Regions from separate parts of the Sus scrofa genome. Here all the other regions are linked to region 1. The links are chromatin contacts, called in public Hi-C and HiChIP or PLAC-seq maps. All regions are on one chromosome and are shown on one strand. The core of a region is the stretch at or near the end of the contact, and the rest is flanking DNA. Distances in the headings are between cores, read along the strand shown.

Region 1 (2,700 bases), core at 113-2,612:
TATAAAAATATAGGCACAAAATATCTATTGTAACTGTGAATATGGCACTGTAAAGGGTTACTTTCCTGTAAAAAAAAAAAAAAAATTAAGGAATTAAAAGATTCGTCACTGTCCTCCTGAAAAGTCCAACCAGCAATTGCTCCTGAGTGTCTAGTGCTCTTCCTTGCAGTTCCAGGCTCTGCTGTGGACTCTGCAATGAATGCCCAGAGTTCCCCATCAGAATCTCCCCATTAGGTGAGGACAGGGAGGGAAGTCCCTGCCTGACTCTTTATGCTTCAGAACACACCCCAAGAGTCTTTGCTGGAGTGCTGGGCTAGTTAAGGGAGATCATACTATACAGGAGAACTGTAAATTGTCAACTAACACAGTGTTCCCTCCATAGTTCATGGGGAAAGAATTTATACGTCCAACAAATATATGCTAGCTGTCCTTTGAGGTGCCCAAGACAGATAAAATCTCCCACCTATAGAGCTTTCTTCTCCCACCTATGGAGCTTTCATTTGAGTGAGAAGGTGATAGGAAATAATGTACATTGACAATGTAATTAGAGACGAGTGAGGAAAATAAACAGGGTGATGCTTCTGATAACTCTTCTGCAGAGGGGTCTCAGTTATATCATCCTGAAGGAAGTGATGTGTTTAAGCTGGGACCTGAGGAAGGAGCTAGTCTTGGAAAAGGCAGAAAAAGAGATCATATGAAACTTTTCCCAGGTTCCCTGTCCAAGTCACTGTCTTGTCACAGGTGTCACCTTCTAATCTCCACCTGCTCATAGCAGTGGCCACTTATCTTTCAGGACAACTCAGTCCTATCCACAGGGACTGAATTTCCCTCCCAGGCAAGGTCTGCTTCTTAGTCACAGTCAACGTTTAGTTTCATCCCTGAATGCTGGGTCTTGTTTGAATGGGCTGTTTTACCACTAGGCTGCTTTGGCCTTCCATTCAGGGATTCTGCTGTTCTTCCCCATTGTCTAGGAATTCGACCCTATTTCTTTGTTACTGAATCTAAGATTGTTTTTAATGGCAAACCGTTTTGATGGATGATTAATCCGAAATCCTTTATTTTCCAGTTTTTTTCTGGTCACCTGCCTATTTTTTCCAGTACCATATTGTTCTAAGCCTCAATTGCATGAAGGTCAGGAGGCCATCTAGTAGCTTTAGACGCCCCCAAATTGGCAATGGGGCCCATTTCAGGAAAGGGAGTCCGTAGAGGCCCTCGAGTGTGGGCGCCCAGATGACGTCACTTGAAGGTGGCTGGCTCTGTGCGGGGCGTGACGTCATGCGGGCGGGCTCGGCCGCCGTGAGGTCACCTGGTGGGCGCGGCCAGGCCGAATCCCCAGTGTCGTCACGGGCAGGGGCGGGGCCAGAGCGTGTCAGCGAAGCCGAATCAAAACAAGCCCGAGACCCGCCTTTTCCCTCCGGCTCTGGAGCGTCTCGCTCGCGCTCCGAGCCCGCGGCGCCCGCGCGGCTGCGAGCCTCGAGTGGCTGCGTCCCGGCTCCAGGAAGCCGGGGAGGGCGCGGCGGCCGGGATGGCGCGGCGCGGGCCGCGCGACTGGACGGGAGCCTGAGGAGCCGCCGGCCCGCGCCCTCGGTCCTCGGCCTCCCGGCACCGCGGGGAGCCGCCTTCGCCGCTGCGGGGCACCTGGACGCTCGCGAGATGCCCAACCCCAAAAACAGTAAAGGCGGCCGCAAAAACAAGCGCGCCAACAGCAGCGGGGACGAGCAGGAAAATGGAGCCGGGGCCCTGGCAGCGGCGGGCGCGGCGGCCGGGGGGGCCCTGGCGGCAGCGGCCGGCTGCGGAGCGGCCGCTGCTGGCGCGCCGGGCACCGTGGGCGCCGCGGGCGCGGGAGGCGCGGGGCCGGGCGCCGCCAACGCCGCAGCCGCCGCGGGGGCTGCAGCCGCCGGAGAAGCCAAGAACGGTAAGACGGGGCCGGCGGTGCGAGCGCCAACTTCCTCCCCGACGGGGACGGCGCGGCGGTGGGGCCCTGGGTGGCGCGGGCGATGCGTGGACAATGCGAGAGTCAGGAAGTGCTCACCCCGCCCCTCCGCCCCGCCGCGGCTGCCCCTTCCCGGTCCCCACGCCCGGCGGTGGCGATCGATCGGCGGCCACAGGTCAGTGTCCGCGGGGCGCACGAATCGCGCGCCCCGGGCAGCCTGAGTCGCAGACCCGGAGGGGCGCCCGGGTGCCGGACTGAGGCGCCGTACCCCTCGGGCCCTGCCCATCGTGCCCGCGCTGGCAAAGCCATGTGTGTGCCCCGGGCTGGGGGTAAGAAAGAAGGAAGGAAGTGCCCAAGTTGAGAAGAATGATCCGATTGAAAACTTAGGCACCAGTTCATTTTTCCCTGCGCTCCCCTCACCCACCCGCCTTCCCCACCCACCGAATGAAGAAGAGCTTCAAATCCCTGCAAATCGAGGCTTGCTGTGTCGATTGCCACAGGTGAAGAGGCCCCGAGACATTTTTACTGTAGGGTGTGTGTGTGCGTGCGTGTGTGTGTGTGTGTGTGTGTGTCGCTGGGTGGGGGTGCTCTTTAATTCTCTTGCTCACTTGAGGAAGGAAGAGAATCTGAACTTGACTTCCGTTCTCAGCCCGGGAGTTTAAAAAAAAAAAAATCATCCTCTGGTTAATTCTGCTTCGCATTTTCAGAAGGAAGCCTAATAATCTTAGGTTGTGCCTGAATGCACCTTTTAAAGGGGCACTTAAGGA
Region 2 (2,700 bases), core at 180-2,679, 68 kb after region 1:
GGATCCAGCATTGCTACAGCTCTGATGTAGGTTGCAGCTGTGGTTCGGATTCAGTCCCTGGCCTGGGAACTTCATATGACACAGGTGAGGCCAAAAAAATAAATGAAGAAAATGAAATAAAATCATAGTAAAATATCAGAAACTTTAGCAGGAACTCAAATATAATTTTCACAGTAGTAGCTTAAGAAATTTTAACTTAGTTTGTGTTGTATACTGAATTCTCCCTTAAACCTGTGTATCTTGCATCAAACGTAACACTTCTTTGCCTATTTCCTATCATTTATGTTTACCTGGTCTTTTCCTAGAGGAGGAGGCTCACCTGTCCAGCCCACTAGAATATGCTTGAATGATGGCTATGCACAGCAGCTGAATCACCAGGATCTCTCAGTAGGGAAGAGCATGCCCCCAACCCTGCCCAGGATGCTCAGTTTCTGCTGCTCAGCTTAAAAAGTGTGACCACGTCACTGCGTTGACTTCTTGACTTGATACGTTGTTTATTGATCATTGTTGGAAATGTGCTATTAGCAGATGTAGAATTTATGAGTATGGGGAAAGGATTTAGCATTTTGAGAGTTGTCCTGGCAAAATTTTCTGAGAGGCAGGCCAAGAGGATGCTTAGGGCATCTGCAAAGCAGTTATTTTGAGAACAACATTCCAAATATGTTATTTGTTATTTGGTGACTCAAAAAGCAAAGCAAAACAAAACAGTAAAGAAGTCATTATGACTTCTTAATCTAGGCTTAGTGACAGAGGTGACAGAACCAGGGAAAGATGGAAAACCCAGATCCCCTAAATTCCTTACTTTGAGATACAGTCTCTGTGGAGTAAATTGTGTTTAGTTTCCTTGAATGTGTTTGTCAGTTGTGGCATGCAGATGTAGGTTTATCATCTTTCTGTTGTTGGTCTAATGTAGATCATTCATCCGTCCTTAATGCCTCACCCAGCATTTGGTTCAGGGTAAAGCCCTTAATAACTGTGTTCTGAAGTTCCCACTGTCGGGGAAGGGGATCGATGGCATTTCGGGAGCCTGGGATGCAGGTTCAATCCCCCACCTGTCACAGTGTGTTAAAGATCCCGAGTTGCCTTGCCTTGGCTTGGCTTGCGACTACAGCTCGGATCTGACCCCTAGTCTGGGAACTCCATATGCTCTGGGGAGGCCAAAGGGAAAAAAACAAAACAAAAACCCATGTTCTATGTCAAACTCTGGAGTTGCTGACTTGTCCACATCTCACTTAAGTGGAATATAGCCTGGATCCCAACTGCAGTTTGGTTTCGTTTGTTCAGAGCAAAATAAACTTCCTTGAGATGTTTTCAGCCTGATCGTGGTAAACAGTAACGTTGGCAGAAGAGGAGGCCTCCTTAATCCCTGTACAAAGGTGGTTTTCATGCCTGTTGCTGGGTGACAAGCTGGCAGCGATGCCAGCTAGCCTGCATTGCTTCAGCAGGTGGCGCTCCTGCTCTCTGTGTGGAAGCCGGCAGCAGTGCATTGGCTCTGGGTTTGGGCAGGCAGGAATGCAGATCAACTCATAGCAGCTTCTTGGGCAAGCAGCAGCACAAACCCATTATCAGTGTGGTGGCAGCTGCTAACGACTGTCTCTCCTTGCAGTCAGTTTCAGAGTAAAGGCCTTTGGAATCTGTCTGTGAGGCTGCGGATGGCAAGAAGCAAAGCTACTGTCTAAAAAAGCAGGTTAGGAATCTGTTATCTGGTACCCCGCAGACGGTCTGGGAGCAGATTGGAGGCTAAGATTAGACTCCAGGCAGGCTCTTCCCTCCTGTAACTCTGGTCTGGATAATCTCATGAAAATGGCCAGCTTTCTGAAGCCACATCTTGGAACCAAGTTAGTGAAAAATCAAGAATATCTTGAAACAGCGACAGGATTATATTTTTATACCTATGGGCTGGCTTCTCCTGGTCGGTCTTGATTTCCAACCTTTCGTCTTATTGCTGATGTAAGAGCATTAGCCTTTGTCAGACAGTGCCTCCCTCTACTTGGGGTATAGAAAATATGGTCACAGTAATTTCCCACCATTGTCTGACAGCTGAGTCTCAAGCAGTGTTATGGACTGAATGTTTGTGTTCCCCTTAAATTCCTATGTTGAAATTCTAGTCCCCAATGTGATGGTATTAAGAGGTGGGGCCCTTGAGGGGTGATTAGGTCATAAGGGTGGAGCCTCATGAATAGGATTAATGACCTTGGAAAACAGGCTCCAGAGAACTTTCTCACCCTTTATACCACAGGAGGACACAGTGCAAAGATGGCCATCTATAAGCCAGGAAGGGTGTTCTCATCAGACATCGAATCTGCCAGCACCTTGATCTTGGACTTCCCAGCCTCCAGAACTGGGAGATATAAATTTCTATTGTTTCTAAGCCACTGAGTCTATGATATTTTGCTATAGGAGCCCGGATGGACCAAGGCAATCAATACTGTGCCCCCTCTTTCTCTCTAATTCAAACTTAAACTCTTATACACATAGTGCTGGGAAACCATGAGCCATTGAGATTTGGTTTTCTCTGGTCTCTTTGTTTATGGGGTGAATATCTGCCACACTAGCAAATCCTTGTCCACTTTGAAGAGAGAGACAGTAGCTGTGTCTTTTTAAACTTTAAGTAGATATGAAGCAACTTCTCAGAGAGATGAATCCATGTGTGGATCATCTCATTTGTGTCTGATGAATGCCTGGCAAATATTCCACCAC
Region 3 (2,700 bases), core at 157-2,656, 120 kb before region 1:
CCATGTTCAGACACACTCTTACTAGCAGCCATGAATCATTAAACAGAACAGCATCAATGCTCACCACATATGTTAGATAGGAACTTCTAGGAAGCCTTCTCCTTTAAAAGCAGACGTGATGAAGAAAGCTTAAGACTTACTCTGCTTGTTCCTCTGATGCTACAGATTGAGGCAAATATGCACCTTTGACTTCCAGTTGCTCAATGCTTATCTTCCAACCCAATCCACAAGTTCCACCAAATGCTATGGAATGCCAATGGGAAAACCATCCAGTTTACATCAGCCACGCATCCTATAGTTAAAGTTCTTTTCATATCTGAAGCAAACTACTAGCTGAAAGTTCAAATTTTTTAATCTTCCTAAGAATTTAACTGCCTTAAAAAAAAAAAAAAAAGCTTTTTCGATTCCTGAGTCTATAAAAACGACTTTATCGTGTCTGCTCGGCTAATTCAAGAATTAAAAAACATTTTGCCTACACTGATAACTTCACCGCAATGTAGGATCCTAAGAGCTACATATACACTACCAAGACCTAGGATTCAAAGACATGGTAACAATCCAAGATCCTGCATCTGAAGTTGCTTTTCCAGTGCTGAAAAACAGATTCTAAGGGACAACCGAGAGATACACGACTTAGGCGCTTCAGAGATAATACACAGACCCTCCCCCCCCACTGTATATTTGCTTGACTTTTGTCCTCGAGGAGCGACCCCCTCCCCCTCGCGAATCCCGGCCGCCCGGGCACCTGCGGCCCCGGCCCGCAGCGGAGGAGCCGGGGGGAACCTGCCCACCATTCGCCCTTCTGGAAACAGTGCCCACTCCCACCCCGCGGAAGCAAGAGGCTGGAGGCCCGAGCCGCCGAGAGGCGACCCCTCGGCCGTCCGCCGACCCCCGGACGCGGCAGGAAGGGAGGGCGGTGGCGTTACCTGGAGGACCACGTCGTTGGGTAGCTGCGCGGCCCGGAACAGCTCCAGCACCCGCCCGTTGGCCGCCACCTTCTTGGTGCTCTCGATGTCGCAGTAGGAGAAGAGATCCGAGTAGTATTTCTGCTCCGCATCGCTGAGCGTTAAACCTTCCATCTTCGCCTCCGCTCACGGCCGCCCCGCCCCGCATGCAACACCCGGGGCCCGGCCCCGCGACCCCGGGATGACGGCTGCGCGTCGCCCGGCCTCCTCCTCCTCGCCTCCCGAAGCAGCGGAAAGCCCCGGCCTCGCGCGCGCGGGGGGCGTCGGAGCTGCAGGGCTGGGAGGTCGCGGGAAGGGGGCCCGGCTGAGCTCGGCGCGCCGCCGCCTACGAGGCCCCGCGCAGTCCCGGGCTCGGCGCGTCGCGCGGCTCCCGCTCCGCCTCAGCGGCCGCGAGGAGAACGCGGGGAAGGAGGCGGGGGCCGCGGCGGCGCGAGGCGCGAGCGGACTCCGCCCCCGCCGCGGGTTCGAGTCTCCCCGGCTCCCCGCCGCTTCCCCCCACCCCCCAGACTTCCCGCCTCGCCTTCCCCTTCCGTCCACGCCCCCGGAGCGGCAGCACTTCCCAGAAAAGTTGTGGGGCTTCTAGTCTAAAGTTTCGGGGGCTCTAGGCTGAGCGCGGCAGCCGCTCCGCCTCCCTCCGCCGCCATTTACTGCGCCCCGGCCCGGCCCCCGACGCGACCGCACCGACACTGACAGCGGCGGCCCCGCTCCAGACCCGGATGTGAGGCCGGGAGGAGAGAGCGCGAGAGGGAGAGAGCAACACCCACCGGGCTGGCTCGGCCGCTCCCGGGAGAGGGGGCCGCAGCGCCCCCTGGTGGCTGGAGCCCCGCGGCGGAGCGGCCGTCGGCGCGGCGGGCTGGAGGAGCTGGGACCCCTGCGAGCTGGTCTGCGGTCTGCGGCTGGGGGCGGGAAGGGGGGGAACAGCGCGCAGCGCATTCAGACCAGGAGAACTCAGATACAAAGCTGCAGTTTGGATTGTTTTCAAAGCTTTTGGCACTAACTGTTAATAAACATTGACTGAAAGGGGAAAACTGTTAAGGTTATTGTTATTGTTCTGTTGTACCCTTTGAGGTCAATTAATAATTGAGGATCAGTTCAATATTTCTATATGTTTTGAAGGGCTATGAGCATCTATTCCATCTGAGAACTCTCATCGTGTAGACACCACTACAGAGACCTAACTTCCACTCTTGCTCCAAGCCAAACTTGCTGAATAGAGGAGGAAGTTGGGGAAATTTTTCTCTCTGGACAAGGTGGTTCTGGCCACCAAGAATTTCTCCTGCCACCCCTAATTTCCTCCTTTCTGAAGATCATGTGACTGCACTGTTCTCTGCTGCACCCATAAGAGAGGTAATTCTCGAGATACCTTAAATAGAATATCTTAACAAGAGTTTATCCTTGGAAGTTCCCGTTTTGGCTCAGCGGTAATGAGCTCCACTAGTATCCATGAGGATGCGGATTTGATCCCTGGCCTCGCTCACTGGGTTAAGGATCCGTGTTACTCTAAGTTGTGGTATAGGTCGCAGATGTGGCTGGGATCTGGCATTGCTATGGCCGGCAGCTATAGTTCCCATACTAGCCAGGAACTTCCATATGCTGCAAAATGCAGCCCCTAAAAAGCAAAAAAAAAAAAAAAAAAAAAAAAGAGTTTATCCTTAGCAAATAGGAAATATTTCAAAAACAGCAGCTAGTACAGAATTAGATTTTTCAGTTTTGGTTTTCATTTTGTCTTCTACAC

The links. A called contact is a pair of places that touch in the nucleus more often than the background predicts. HiChIP or PLAC-seq counts read pairs in DNA pulled down with a chosen protein or histone mark.
Region 2: a contact with region 1 is called in a Hi-C map of subcutaneous adipose tissue, with 2.1 times the contacts expected there. The contact joins the enhancer-like site here to the promoter of HECA in region 1. A contact is called at or near these places in 1 of 5 promoter capture datasets (fetal liver), 7 of 47 Hi-C or Micro-C datasets (alveolar macrophages, blood, embryonic fibroblasts and 3 more) and 2 of 2 datasets of contacts at active chromatin or transcription factors (alveolar macrophages and skeletal muscle).
Region 3: a contact with region 1 is called in an H3K27ac HiChIP or PLAC-seq map of alveolar macrophages. The contact joins the promoter of REPS1 here to the promoter of HECA in region 1. A contact is called at or near these places in 2 of 47 Hi-C or Micro-C datasets (liver and skeletal muscle) and 1 of 2 datasets of contacts at active chromatin or transcription factors (alveolar macrophages).

The regions. Positions count from the first base shown.
Region 1 is chr1:25,362,745-25,365,444 of Sscrofa11.1, reverse strand. HECA (headcase protein homolog) reads left to right here and starts at 1,362. Exons shown (of 4, transcript XM_021087304.1): 1 at 1,362-1,915. The coding sequence starts at 1,654.
Region 2 is chr1:25,295,145-25,297,844 of Sscrofa11.1, reverse strand. No RefSeq gene overlaps it. Among named protein-coding and RNA genes, the nearest start is that of HECA, 68 kb to the left of the region's middle. Within about 2 kb of position 1,429, at least 16 of the 83 cell types and tissues checked have an H3K27ac peak or open chromatin away from gene starts, as enhancers often do. A contact at or near this core is called in fetal liver, retroperitoneal adipose tissue and subcutaneous adipose tissue, where this site is marked.
Region 3 is chr1:25,479,989-25,482,688 of Sscrofa11.1, reverse strand. REPS1 (ralBP1-associated Eps domain-containing protein 1) reads right to left here and starts at 1,406. Exons shown (of 20, transcript XM_021087342.1): 1 at 927-1,406. The coding sequence starts at 1,079.